Linked DNA regions of Mus musculus: region 1 is linked to region 2. The links are chromatin contacts, called in public HiChIP or PLAC-seq maps. All regions are on one chromosome and are shown on one strand. Each heading gives the region's core, a stretch centred on a gene start, on an enhancer-like site or on the middle of the called end of the contact. The rest is flanking DNA. Distances are from core to core; before and after follow the strand shown.

What was found. HiChIP or PLAC-seq counts read pairs in DNA pulled down with a chosen protein or histone mark.
Region 1: an HNF4G HiChIP or PLAC-seq map of pancreatic cancer cells shows a contact between it and region 2. The contact joins the promoter of Cdk12 here to the promoter of Tbkbp1 in region 2. A contact is called at or near these places in 1 of 484 Hi-C or Micro-C datasets (B cells) and 1 of 115 datasets of contacts at active chromatin or transcription factors (pancreatic cancer cells).

What each region holds. Positions count from the first base shown.
Region 1 is chr11:98,201,083-98,208,313 of GRCm38.p6, reverse strand. It overlaps Cdk12 (cyclin-dependent kinase 12), which reads right to left and starts at 5,009. Exons shown (of 14, transcript NM_001109626.1): 1 at 3,904-5,009. The coding sequence starts at 4,946. Gm38963 (a long non-coding RNA gene) reads left to right here and starts at 5,684. Exons shown (of 4, transcript XR_880193.2): 1 at 5,684-5,783.
Region 2 is chr11:97,146,681-97,153,319 of GRCm38.p6, reverse strand. It overlaps Tbkbp1 (TBK1 binding protein 1), which reads left to right and starts at 3,245. Exons shown (of 10, transcript NM_001372531.1): 1 at 3,245-3,329; 2 at 3,705-3,958; 3 at 4,253-4,375; 4 at 4,587-4,691; 5 at 5,767-5,947. The coding sequence starts at 3,734.

The sequences.
Region 1 (7,231 bases), core at 3,760-6,259, 1.1 Mb before region 2:
GTTTCTCATCCTAGCATTTAGGAAACCAAAGCAAGAGAATTACTGAGAGTGAGAAGCCAGTGTAAGCCACAGTAAGTGAGCTCCTGTCAAATTGGGTCATATTCAGACCTTGTTCAAAACAAAACAAAGAACAGCAGTAACCAAAAAAAAAAAAAAACCTCAGGGGCTGCAGAGATGCTTCAGGCTTCAGTGGTCACTAATCTAGAAGAAGAGTTCCTAGCACTCACACTGGGCATAGCCACCTATAATTCCAGATCTGGGAATCTGGAGTCCCTGGCCTTCAGAGGCATCTGCATTCATATATATGTATGCACACAAACATATAATTTAAAATAATAATAATAATCACCCATGTGGGTGTTGTGAATTCTAGACAGTTTGCTCTACAAAGGAAGTTCCAATCCTGCCTAGAAAGAACCTCCGGGCGGTGGTGGCACAGGCCTTTGATCCTAGCATTCGGGAGGCAGAGGCAGGTGGATTTCTGAGTTCGAGGCCAGCCTGGTCTAGAAAGTGATTTCCAGGACAGCCAGGGCTATACAGAGAAACCCTGTCTTGAAAAAAAACAAAAAATAGTAAGGCCCAGTGTAAAGGAAAGAAAAAAAACAAAAAAACAGAGCCAGCAAGGTAGCAGCATTACTGATAATCACAGTAGTAAAGAGACAGAGGCAGAACTGTTGCAATAAATAAAACAAACAAAATCAAAAAAGTACCAAAAATTACCCACTAATTATTGAGGTTTTCTTTTTTTGTTTGTTTTGTTTTTGTTGTTTCTGCAGACAGGGTCTCTCTATGTAATCCTGACTGTCCTGGTCTGCAGACCAGCCTGGCCTTTTTAACTGTGATCAAATGTATTTGACATCACTGACCAGCTTACCCACTACTTACTCAAAAAAAGATGGCATATTCCCACACAATAGAATGTAGCCATAGTCATAATGCTTGAGTAATTTTGTTTTATAAATGTTTGATAACATGAAAATATCAGGAATGCTTCAGTAACATCTTAACTTTTTAGTCTTCTAAGATTTATTATTTTATGTGCAAGAGTGCTCTGTATTCATCTGTTTATGAAGTACATCATGCTTATGCCCAGTATCCAAAGGTCAGAAAATGGCACTGGAATCCCTGGGACAGGATTTAGAAGTGTTTATGAGCCACTGTATGGGTGCTGGGAAATCTCTACAAGAACCACCAATGCTCCTAACCATTGAGTCAACCCTTCAGCCCAACTTCTACCTTTTTAATTAGAGGCCACCTTACAGCCTCAGATTATAATAAAATTGTATCTATAGTAAATGAATGTCCAAAATACAGAATTTAGAATTTATAAGCACACAGAGAAAATATTTTAAATTAAAATAAAAATTTTAAAACCCTTAAGAGTTTTTTATATCTTTTGTATATTTGGGTACTGAGGACTGAACCATTTGCTAAGGGAACAGACTACTACTGATCTTTATTACCAGCCCTGACACCTCATAGTTTTACTTTTTAGTGTTCTGAGACAAGAACTTATTACATAGACTAAGCTAGCTTAATAGTCATGATCATCTTGTCTTAGTCTACTGATGCTGATACTAATGGTCTTACTCAGTTCCATTAATACAAAAATGATTTCCAATCAACTTTTTTTTTTTAAGATTTATTTTTATTATATGTAAGTACACTGTAGCTGTCTTCAGACACTCCAGAAGAGGGAGTCAGATCTCATTACGGATGGTTGTGAGCCACCATGTGGTTGCTGGGATTTGAACTTTGGACCTCTGGAAGAGCAGTCAGGTGCTCTTACCCACTGAGCCATCTCACCAGCCCTCCAATCAACTTTTTAGTAAGGTGAATAACTGCATGTACAAATAAACTTGTTTGTTTCGTTTTTAAATGTAGGATCTTACTGTGTAGCTATGGCCGGCCTAAAATTTGATATGCAGATGAGGTTGGCCTCAAACTATGCCTGCTTACAGTCAATGTTAACTGCTAAACCATTGTTTTCAATCCCACAAATAAAATTTTTATGAGGAATGACTGTGAAATAAAATCTGGGAATCTATAAAAACAGATTATAGATGGTGTGAGCCACCACGGCCCGAAACGTAAAATAGGAGTTTAAGTGAGACCTTTTGTTTTGAAAGGTTTTTTACCAGGCAGTGGTGGCTCATACCTTTAAATCCCAGCACTTGGGAGGCAGAGGCAGGCAGATTTCTGAGTTTGAGGCCAGCCAGGTCTACAGAGTTAATTCCAGGACAGGAGGACTACAAAGAGAAACCCTGTCTCAAAAACACCTCCCCTCCTCCCCCCCAAAAAAATCCTGTTTTAGCCTTTTATATTTCTATACTCAACAGTAAAATTTTTTTCAAGTAGCTTTAATGTTCATACTCTTAAGAAAACAAATATTCTGCTTAATATACTAGCTCATGTCTGTAATCCCAACAATTAAGAGGTTAAGGCAGGATTACTAGAAATTTCAGGTCAGTTTGAAGCCAGCACAGGCTAAATAGTAAATTTCAGGTTATCCTACATTACAGTGTGAAACCCTGTCTAAAAAGCACAAACTAAACTCTGAGAGAACTTTTTAGATTCCCTTTAAAACTATGCAACATTATAAACTGTATTTATGACTTATGCACTCCACTATGCATAAACCTTACCTCTCCAAAAACTACTTAACTCTAAGAAATGGTATACATGCTGAATGCTTACAAAGTATACTGATTGCTACAACTTTGAGATGAATCTAAACAAAAGATGGACTAATGGAATTAAAGAAAATGTCACAAATTACAGAATTTAGGTGTTAGATACATGTTTATAAACTTCAACCTATTAAATTTTTTAATACTAGAATGAGAAAACACTAAGAAAACTTAAGCACTGTAGTTAGGCAAATCCACTTTAGTTGTAAGTTCAAGCCAGTGATATATATACTGATTTATAAAACATATGCATGAGTTATTTTCTCTGTCAGTGGCATTCACTTATAAAATGTACTGAGTCATACTATGTATATGGCACATTATTTATCATGCTTCATTATTTACTAATCTTCACAAGAGCCTTGAAGTAGGTAGTTTTTATTCCTATCTTCCAAATGAAGAAACTCTGGTATGGAAAAATTAAATAATTTGCCGTAGTTCACAAAAAAAAGTATTAAGATTCTACTCAGATAATATACAGCTCCTGTTCTGTTGTTGTGGACAGAGATGGGTCTATACATGAGACAGGATAGATAATTTCATAGATAATTTCAAATTAACAATCTTTCTTACAAAAATAGCAAGCCGAAGGCATTATTAGCACATATTTCAAAGAAAATTTTGAAAACTACCAGTGTTTCAACACTAAGTAAGTGGTCAACATTGGTACTGTAAACAAATCTCAATCACTTTTTGCTAAACTCTATCAAAAAGTACTCTCGTTATCTTAATTTTCACTTAACAGTTAAAAGACAGGACTTTTCAGAAGTAAAACAGTGATAACTATAGACTTGGGAACATGGTAGACAAAATTGATTACGATAACTTATGCAAACAGTAGAAACGAAAATTTGTAACTTCTTAAAATTCTCTTGTGAGTTCCAATAAAGTTTAAGCACTGGTATCAACACGACTTACAAAATTTTAAGACAAAGCAACAAACAGCTAAACGAGTTCTGAAGACTATGCACCCGCTAGGTAGAAGCAAGTTCTCACAGCTGAAAGTTCTCCATTACTGCAAAGTACCTTACCTACCTTGCTTGAATAGTTGGAGGCACTTGGAATGTTTACTTCTCAATTGGGCGAGGGGAAAGCCAAACTTACCTAAATGACTTGTCAAAGAAGAACACTGAAAGCTTTAACAAAATGTTAAAGACTCATTTTCAATTCCTCCCAACCGACCCTACCTTAGGAAGGACAGACAACAGCTCACCTGGGGAGTGGACTCCGACTCAGAGACCTCTTGCTCAGGAAAGGGCTGCTTGATCGCCTTCGGCCATAGGGGCTGGGTGATCTCCCGCTGTAAGAGCCGCTCCTTTCATAGCTGGAGGACCGTCTCCGGCTATAGGGACTCACAGACCTCTGTCGTCGGCTGTAAGGACTGGGTGACCGAGTGCTGGACTGGTAAGCAGAAGGCTCTTTGTAAGGTGGGCTGATTGACTGCCTTCTTGAGGTACTTCCAGGACTCTTCTTGTAGGAGTCATAGTTGCTAGAAGTGTGAGACCTTGGGGGGCTAAGATCGTAGTCTTGGCCATAAGAAGCTCCGGAAGGGCTGTCATCTTGCTTGGAACTGTCAGACCATTTCCTATGGGGACTCCTGGATCTCCGTTTAGGGCTAGCCACGGTTTTGTAACTTTTGGGTGTTTCCCTTTTCCGATGACTTTTACTCCGGTCCTTGTATCCAGACTTTAACTCTCGCTCTTTGCGGGTCTTCTCCTTGTGCATTTTGGACGACCTGGATTCCTTGCTGCCGCTTTTGGATAGCTGGGCCTTCCCATAATCATCACTCCCCTCCACGGACCGTTTGGAACTGCCCGATACCCGGTCCTTCATAGATCCAGATTTGGAGACTTCCTGATTTTTTTCCTTTTCCGTCTGTTTAGTTTTTAGCAAGTCTCGGGACCGCCGGTGCTGGTGGTGACGATGTCGGTGCAGGCGATCGCTCCGATCCGTTCCCCGACGTTCCTCGTTCTCCCTCCGGTCTGATTTGAAGGCCGTGTCATCGGAGAAGGTGTCTGAATCAGAGCTGATGTCATCGTACTCCACCAGTGGTTTGATTATGGTACCCAAAGATGCCGCTTCGGGGGTCACCAGCCCCACGTCTTTGGAGTGCTTGGACTTATGCCGCTTGTGCTTCGACACCAAGCGGTGACGCTCCCTGCTGTTGGAGCTGCCACCTCCCGATGACGGCTGCGAAGTTCCAGAAGCTCCTCCGCTCCCGTCCTTCTTGCCCCCATGTCTCTCGGAATTGGGCATTCCCTTTCCCCGGGCCTGAAGCAGGGGAAAAAGTTCCCCGGCGCTCCAAAAAGCCCCACCCTCCCCCCCAGCCCCGACTCCACGCCCCCCGAAGAGCCCCTAGACGGGGGTGGGGAGGGCAGGGACCGCAGGCGAGGCTCCTCCTCCCTCTCGCCGCCTCAGCGCCCTCCTACATGAGGTGGGGGGTGAAGGAGAGAGGGAAGAAACCAAGAGTTCCTCGGCACGGGAGGAGCGCGACGCCGGGAGCTGCTCGAGTCCGCCCCTCACGGCCGCCCACCCCCGCCGAGCCGATATTCGGGCCCGCGAGCCCTGGCGCTCAAGGAAGTAGGAAGGCGTCCGCCGGAGCCTGTGGGGCCGACGGCGGCTCTGGAGCCCCGGGAGGACTACGCAGGCCCTTCCCCTACCCGGTCGCCCGGCTCGGGGCGGCTGGCTTCCTGTCGCCAGGCCTCCGCGGCCTAGGTTGCCTCAGCTCCCCCCCTTTGTCCCTCGTGCCTGAGGGAGCCCCCTTCGCTAGCCTCCGCCTCACACCGACACCTCACAGCCACATCTCACTCCCTCGCCCAGACTCACTCACACACTAGATTAAACCGAAACGGCACTAGAGGGGGAGGGGGAGGGGCGAATGCCGCAAGTATCGCGAGACTCCGCTGGACTCCCGCGATACTTGGCGCTTCCCTTTTCACCTCGACACATTCCTTCACCAGAAAACGCGAGAACGGGACCCAAGCCGCAAACGCAGCCCGTTAGATTCTCGCGATACTTTTCCAACTCCCCCTTTTGGGGGGCTTTATAGGAGCGGAAGTTGCGGAGATTACCTTTAAAATTTAAACCTAAATGGTAATTCTTTGATTAAATATCCCCAGGTTCCGGTGGGGATGGGTCTTAGCACAGCTTGTAAGAAGTCTTTTGATTTAATAGGGTTTAAAAAAAAAAAAAAAAACAAGGGACAAGTGAACATTGGGGACATTACAGCGCAAGTTTGAATATTGGGGATTCTGGTAGGGCTTGGGTTTCTGAGACAGGGTTTCTCTGAGTAGCCTTGGCTGTCCTGGAACTCACTCTGTAGACCAGGCTGGCCTCGAACTCAGAAATCCGCCTGCCTCTGCCTCCGGAGTGCTGCGATTAAGGGCATGGAGCACGCACCACCACCGCCCTGCTTTAAGTCTGAATGTGCAAACAACGCTTGGTACTGCGGAATTTGCTGAGTTTAGGCGTTTTGCATTCATTTTCTCTGCCCTCACACCCATGGGACACTGTCCTCATTGCGAATTTACAGGCAAGGACTCCCGGATTCAGGGGGGCTAGTCAGTAGAAAGGTTAGAGTGCCAAAGTTGGGGGAAATGTCAGGATGTCTTACAGCACGTTCTTAGTAACCCAGGCTGGACTCCCAGTTGTGGCTATTCAGCCTCAGCCGTTTCTCGACTGCTGGGATGTTTTACCATAACAAACGTCCAGTTTCTACAAACAGAGAAGACAATGAGACTCGGGGAAAAAAACGTGTCTAAGCCTATGTGCACTACCTTCAGGAAGTGCCAGTTGTAACGTCTCCTGGAAGTATTTTTCTTTTTATTTCTTTTTTTTTTTTTTGGCTTTTCGAGACGGTTTCTGTGTACCACTACCGCCAGGCTCTGGAAGTATTTCTTTTATACTACATTTTAGGGTGGATAAGATTCTAAGCTGGTCGTTGCCACACGCCTTTAATCCCAGCACTTGAGAGGCAAGGTAGGCAGAGGTAGGCGGATTTCTGAGTTCAAGGCCAGCCTGGTCTACAAAGTGAGTTCCAGGATAGCCAAGGCTATACAGAGAAACCCTGACTCGAAAAACAAAACAAAAATTCTACCCTAGGACATCTTATGTCCAAATTTTCATTTTTCCTTCCTTTTCCTTTTTCCTTTTCTTCCCTCATCTTGCCTACTCTCTCAGAGAAGTTCTCCAGTTAGCCTGGAGCTCACATTTGATGCCTAAGCATCAAAACACCACACAGGAGTTTAATAGGCGAGTGATGGCATGTGGGACTGTCAAAAATTTGAAGACAAAATTTGTAAACTCTGTGAATTTTCACAACCAGTGAGAAGAGTGTCTGTGAGAATAAAAAATGCTCTTGAGCGGGGCAGTGGTGGCACACCTTTAATCTTAGCACTTGGGAGGCAGACAGATTAATGAGTTCAGGGCCAGCCTGGCTTACAGAGTGAGTTCCAGGACAACCAGGGCTACACAAACTCTCGATAATAAAATGGGGAAAAAAATGAATTGCTTTATGTTGCAAAAAAATTGTGAACTCAATG
Region 2 (6,639 bases), core at 1,996-4,495:
GCCCCCAAATAATTTTATTTTATTGAACAATGTAGTGACCATGGTCTGGGATGAGCTCTTGTCCTCAGAACTGTCTGACATGAACAAGAACTAGAAACAGAATATGCTGGAATCAGGGCCAGGGCAAGTTTTCAGGTTTCATCTAATTCTTTGGGGCTTTTGCCCCCAGCCACCTAGAGCCTAGGCTCTAGGGCACCAGGTGACTCACTGAGGCCTGCATTGTAAGCAGCTGCCGGCAGGGGCTGACTCATCCGGGAGAGTGTACTCAGAGGTCCCTCGACCCACTCACTGTCTTTTCCAGCAAGGGAGGACTTGCCATGGCCATGTCTGTGCTCTCGGGAATTGTGGAGACAACTCCACACCTGGCCTGGCCTCCAGTCTTGCATGGCTCCTGAGAAATTCTGGGGCCTGAAGGAAAAGGACACCTACCTTGTCCTTGGGTCTACTGAGCGGGACGACCTGTGTTCCAATCAGCTTGCCTTCATATCTACAGGATAGATGGGTCATCCTATACGGTCTAAGAAAGTTCGTGCCTGCTTGGCTAGCAAATAGCTGACCGGCCTCTGTGTTCTGGACTATAAAAGGGAGCAGGCCAGCAGGAGTCCAAGCCAGTGAGAACCCCCTCCTTTGATGAGTGTCCAAGACTGGGGCCGGTCATCCTGGGAGGAACAGCTTACCCAGCCTAGCATGTTTCTCCACAGTGGAGAAGATGACAACTGCCCTTGTTTCTCAAAGCTCCCCCGGAACAAGAGACCTTTTTCTTTCATCCTTCCCTTTTCAGAAGCACTCTGCTAGAAGCCAGAAAGGTGGACTCAGCTTCCATGGAATCTTCCTAGCTAAGTACTGACCCCCACCAGAGCCCCTTCCCTAGCCTATGCCTGGCCTGCAGAGTTTGCATCTCCCTCCCTCACAAGGCAAGGGCCCTCGAGCTTTGCTCTGGCGATCTCCCAGCAGAGTCAGGCTGGCTTTGCCTCTGTCCACGGTTCTTAATCCACCAGGGAACGAAAATGACTCATTAACATCTCCCCGGCACTTGCAGGGCACCTTGGCGTCTGATCTCTATTCTTTCCCCCTTGGGGTGGCCTGTCCGGAACGATCTCCTGTCTAAGTCAGAGGTGAAGTAACTTGCCCAAGGTCACACACAGTGGGAACGTGGCAAAAAGACTTATCTTCTGCCTGGCAGTTTGGCAGGTGCTCAAATCTTTGTGTAAAGGGCGAGGTATGGTGTTTCTTCATCTTTCTGGCCTCTGGGAGTGTCTTTAAAGGGCTTGGAAGGGATGTCCGTCTTCCCAAATGAACATTTTATCTCCTTAGTTCACGCTCACTTTCAAAGTTAGATTTAACTCTAATGTCTCTGTGTTCAAATAGATAGATTACTTCGATGCCCCTTCCTACGAGAGCAAAGAGTACATAGTCTAGTGATGTTTCTTCTCCGAAGACCAATAAAAAAATAAAAATATTTCCCCCAAATAAACAGCTCCACTTCTTTCCAAAATGTGCAACCCCAAGTCCTGCCCCGAGGCGCCCCAGCACACGGTCCGCAGACACTGCGCCGGTCGGCGGGGAGGGGAGGCCGCACGGCGGGGAGCTGGTGGGCGCCCGGCGCGCTGCCAGCCTCAGCCGGACCGCACCGCGGGGGCCGCCGCCCCTCGCCACGTGGTGGTGGCAACCGCGGGGTCCCGGGCGCCGGTCCAGCTGGAGAGACCCGGAGCAGCCGGGGAGGAGGAGGCGGAGGAGACGGCGGCGGCGGCGGCGGAGGAGGAGCGGGGCGGGCGAGCGGGAGGGAGGGGGCCGGGAGGGGAGGGGAGGGGGTGGGGAGAGACCCGGCGGCGGCGGCAGGGCGCGGAGCGGCGCGCGGTGCCAGGGGGTGGGGGCGCTGGGGCCCGTCAGGGGAGGGAGCCGGCGGAGGGGTGCGCTGCGACTGCGAGCAGGAGCCCGCGGCAGCCGTGAGTGCGGGCCGGGGCCCGGGCTGGGGGAGGGGGAGGGGCGCGGCGGGCCGGGGCGGCTTGGGGCGCGGGAGGCCGGGGCCCGGGCGCGGGTGGGCGGGCGCTGCGCCCGGGAGCAGAGTGGGGAAGGGTCCTGCGCCGCTGCCCGCAGCCTCCGGCCTGCGGGGCGGCTGCCGCTCAGTAGCCCGCCCGGAGCCCGGCCGCGGTGGGGGAGGGGGCTGCGCGGTCTCGGCCCCACAGAGGGGAGGGGCGACAGTTTCTGTCCGCCGAGCCCGAGGGGGTTTAAAGAGCCGCTCTTAAAGGGGCCGCCGGAGGGGCCAGGCGGGGACGGGCGCCCCCTCCCCAGTAGCCTGCGCGGGCGCTCGGCGCGCGGCCCCAGGATGCGGAGGAAGGCAGCTCGGGTCGCACGGCCGGGGTGTGTGGGGACACGGAGTCCTCGAGAGTGGGGGTGATGGCCGGAGATCGTGGGCAGGGATGGGGGTGGGGTGTGTAGTGAGCTCTGGTCGGCAGAGTAGGGGGAGGGGTGGCGTGGGCAAGAGAGGGTTAAAGGTGGGGCCAGCCCTTCAAACACGCGCACACGCTCCTTACTCAGACCTGTCACACGCGTCTGTCGCTCCGGCACTTAGCCGAGGCTGGGGGATGGGGGACCCGAGGCCTGCACTGTCGGAACTCGCGCCTTCGGACCGAGCCCCCTCGCCGGAGCGCACACACGCTCCAGCGCGCGCACACACCTCGGACATTCCCATAGTGCCTCACGTGACACTCGGCCCGAACGTGCCCACCCTACCCACACGCTCACGCACGCGTGCTCACACGCGCGCGCGCGCACACACACGTACACACACACACATACACAACCTCTGGTCACTCCCGAACTCCGCGCTGACCCCGGTCCTCCGCCCCGCAAAAGCACTCATTGACGGCGGCACACCTACACTCATTCACAGACACACACTCCCCCCCACATGGCAGCCACAGCCACACATTCATAAACAAGGGCCCGGAGATGTACACACGCACCCCCTCGCTGCCTACTCGTTTTGGGAGCCCTGAGTCATTCCTGCCCCCCTCCCAGGGCTCCCCATTTCCCTGAGTGCAGGCACAATAGGACAAGCTGGAGTCTCCCTTAATGGTCTCGGTTCTCCTAGGCCCCCTTGCCCAGTTTGCTGCCTCTGACACTCAGCCAAGGACTTCCTGTAGGTCTGCGCCTGGACGGTTGCCACAGCCCCGGCGCACTTGGGGAGGCACTTCCTTTTCCTGAACTCTGGGATCCTGCGGGAGGAAGTTGGGCGGGGGCCACAGAGGCCAGGCTGCCTAGCGGGACTAGCCTTCCTTAGGAGCAGGCGACAGAGGCCTGGGATGGGAATCTTGGCGGCTGTCGAGGTACTTGGGGAAAAGGGAGGTCTGGGGAGGAGACCAAGCCGAGTAGTCTAGGCAGGTTCTGGGCTGTGCCAATGCTGGGACAGCAGCCCTCCCTCCCATCTGTCCACAGGTCTCTCCTCCCTGCCCCTGATCCTTGGTCCTGTTTATCAGTTGTCCCCCACTCCACTCATGACGTCTATCTGGTTCCATTTCCTTCTATAAGCAGTCACAGCAGGGGATAGGGCAGAAACTTGAGAGAGAAGAGAGAGAGAGAGTTAGTTGTGAGATCTGTCTCTTGGCTGAAGCTCCCCAGCTACCACAGGTTCCTCAGACCAGCATGGAAGAGTTGGGAACAAAGAGCAGGTGGTCCTCTTTACTCTGTTCCTGCACTCTCAGGAGGCCCAGGGTGGGCTGAAGCCCTTACCATGGAGTCCATGTTTGAAGATGACATCAGCATCCTGACCCAAGAGGCCTTGGGGCCCAGTGAGGTGTGGCTGGATGGTCCTGGAGACCCGTCCCTGGGAGGGGACATGTGTTCTGCCTCCCACTTTGCCCTCATCACAGCCTACGGAGACATCAAGGAAAGGCTAGGAGGCCTGGAGAGGGAGAATGCCACCCTCCGCCGTCGCCTCAAAGTCTATGAGATCAAGGTCAGAACCTAGATGTGATGGCGAGCTGAGCTTGTAGTTGCCTGCAAGGGCAGGAGGGTCCCAAGAGGTGGCCAGCACTGGAGGCTGCCTGGTCCCTGAAGAAGTGGCTGCCTTGGGGATGAGGAGCTCTGCTCCTGCAGCCAATCTCAGGGGTGGAGGAGGAGCCCAGCTTTGGAGTGGTGGGTCCCATTGGAGGGGGCGGGGAGAGGCGCCTGTGAAGCTGGCAGTGGGGTTGGGGGACAGAGCGGTCCTGGGATGGGAAGCCAGGCTTCTCAGAGGACGACCCTCCCACAGTATCCGCTGATCACTGATTTTGGAGAGGAGCATGGCTTCCCTCTGTATGAACTCAAGGATGGCTCCCTGCTGGAGGTGGAGAAGGTCAGTCTGCAGCAACGACTCAACCAATTCCAACACGAGGTAAGCCCTTGCTTCGCTTCCCAGCCAACCCCACTCCCTTAGCCTCCTGCTTCCCTCACTTTGCCCTCAACCCCGCCCTGCCCCCGCCTTCCCTAAATCAGCTTCAGCGCTTCCTGTTTCTATTGGGAATAGGGTTGGGGAGGTTGGGAGCCCCCTCTGCTCCCTGTCAAGGCTGGTCCTGACCCTGGCACACCTCTCCGGGCCTACCCAGTTGCAGAAGAGTAAGGAGCAGGAGGAGCAGCTCGGGGAGATGATCCAGGCTTACGAGAAACTGTGCGTGGAGAAAAGCGACTTGGAGACAGAGCTGGGGGAGATGGTGAGGCCCAGAGAGCGGGTGTGTGTGTGTGTGTGTGTGTGTGAGGTATCTGACGTGATGTGATTCTCTACGTGCATTCCAACCCGATGAGTGTGTGCTGCCTGTGTGTCACACACACTCTGCTGCGTGCACACTCCCTGTATCCACTCGTCCCTGTCTGTGAATGCCTGCTTTGCCGTGTGAATGAGACAGTATCATCCGGGTCATGGGTGACTCTGTACCTTGGGCTAGGATGCTGTGTGTGTGTGTGTGTGTGTGTGTGTGTGTGTGTATTTGGCTCTCACACTGCATCAACCCTGTACCTATAGTATAGTATAGTGTCTGGGAGAGGGTATAAGTGACAAGAGAGGTGCCAGAGCTCTCCATAGTCCCAGCACAAGCGTGATGAGAGTTGCCATGTGGCCGTTTGTGTGTGGGCAGGTGGCAGTATCAGGAGATAAGGTCTCTGCCAACTCCTGTGCTGTGACCTTGATCAAGTTATTTAGCTCTCACCCCTCATCTGAAAAGCAGAGAAAAACGGTAAGCCATCTCACTAAGCTGCTGTGACGGCAACGGGACATTTGTGTAAAACGGTTTTCCTTTTATAGTCAGGAACGTTTGCTTGGTAGTCGCAGCGTGCCAGGCACTGTTCATATCCCTCTACACACATTTACTCATTTTAGCTCTCACAACAATCAAAGAGGTAGGCGTGGTACTGCTATCCCCATTTTATACAGGAGGTAGACAAAGCTTAGAAGTGCTTAAGTCCTGTATGCAAATGCAAGTCACATCCCTGAGGGTTTGGGGTGACTGGACCTGGAGCCCAGTGTTGGCATAAATGTCTCTGTGTGATAAGACCCAGAGGAGGTTTGGCTCTGACCTTGCCGGCACCAGTAGCCAGAAACATCTGCATTGCAGGAGCTGTGAGAGGAGCCTTCATACCTGTGACCACTTGTCGTGTGAGTGTAGGACACTCCAGCTGTCTGTGCTCCAGTCTGGAGAGTGATGACTGCCCAGCCTGGGGGACTCTTGGGTTTGGGAGACCACAGGGCTCCCTGGCGCTCTGTAGACCCTTGGCCGTCTGTCTTCCCTGCAGCGGGCCCTGGTAGAGACTCATCTACGGCAGATCTGTGGTCTGGAGAAACAGCTGCAGCAACAGCAGGGCCTCCGGGACGCAGCTTTCTCCAGCCTGAGCCCCCCAGCTGTCCCCGCCTCAGCCTGTCCTGACTTGGACCTGCACTATCTGGCTCTGAGAGGGGGACCTGCCTTGGGTCATGGTGAGATCTTAGTGACTCCTACCTTCCTGCTCTCCATGTCTCTGTTTAACTCCCATTTCAGTGTGACTGGGCACCTCTGGCTTGCCGAAAACCCCATTGCAATATGCTTCTTTTTTTTCCTTTTCTTTCTGGTTTTTTCCTTTCTTTTTTTCTATTTGTTTGTTTGTTTGTTTAAAGATACATAGCCCAATTGGTCTGGTATTTACTGTGTACGCTAGGCTATCCCTGAACTTGGAGTAATACTCCTTATTCTGTCTCTCCAGTGCTGGGATTACAATCATATAATATCACACCAGGCTGGTGTCTTCAGTATCTTAAATTTATTCATAATTATTCCCTTCTCCTCTCCAACCGTTCCTCCTCCCCAGCTACTTTTCACAAGTTCTCCCACTGATATCCCTTGGCCGTTCAGATCGTGCAATTCTCGGGTGTGCCAGCAGAGGGCGTCCCCACTCAGTCCCCCTAGGCTGTCATGAGTAGAGGCCCCTGAGGATGTTCCCGACTGCTGGTTCTAATCTGAGACACCTTCCTGAGCCCATTCTTGTTTCTCCTCCGGCCTCCCTGATTGAATCTACAACAAGCCCATTCTTAGTCCCCTTGGAATAGTATCTGCTCCTTCCTTCGTTGTTTGTCTTTCTGGCTCCTCTCAGTCCCTGCCCATACCGGTTTCACTTTGTGCGGATCTGGGAGTC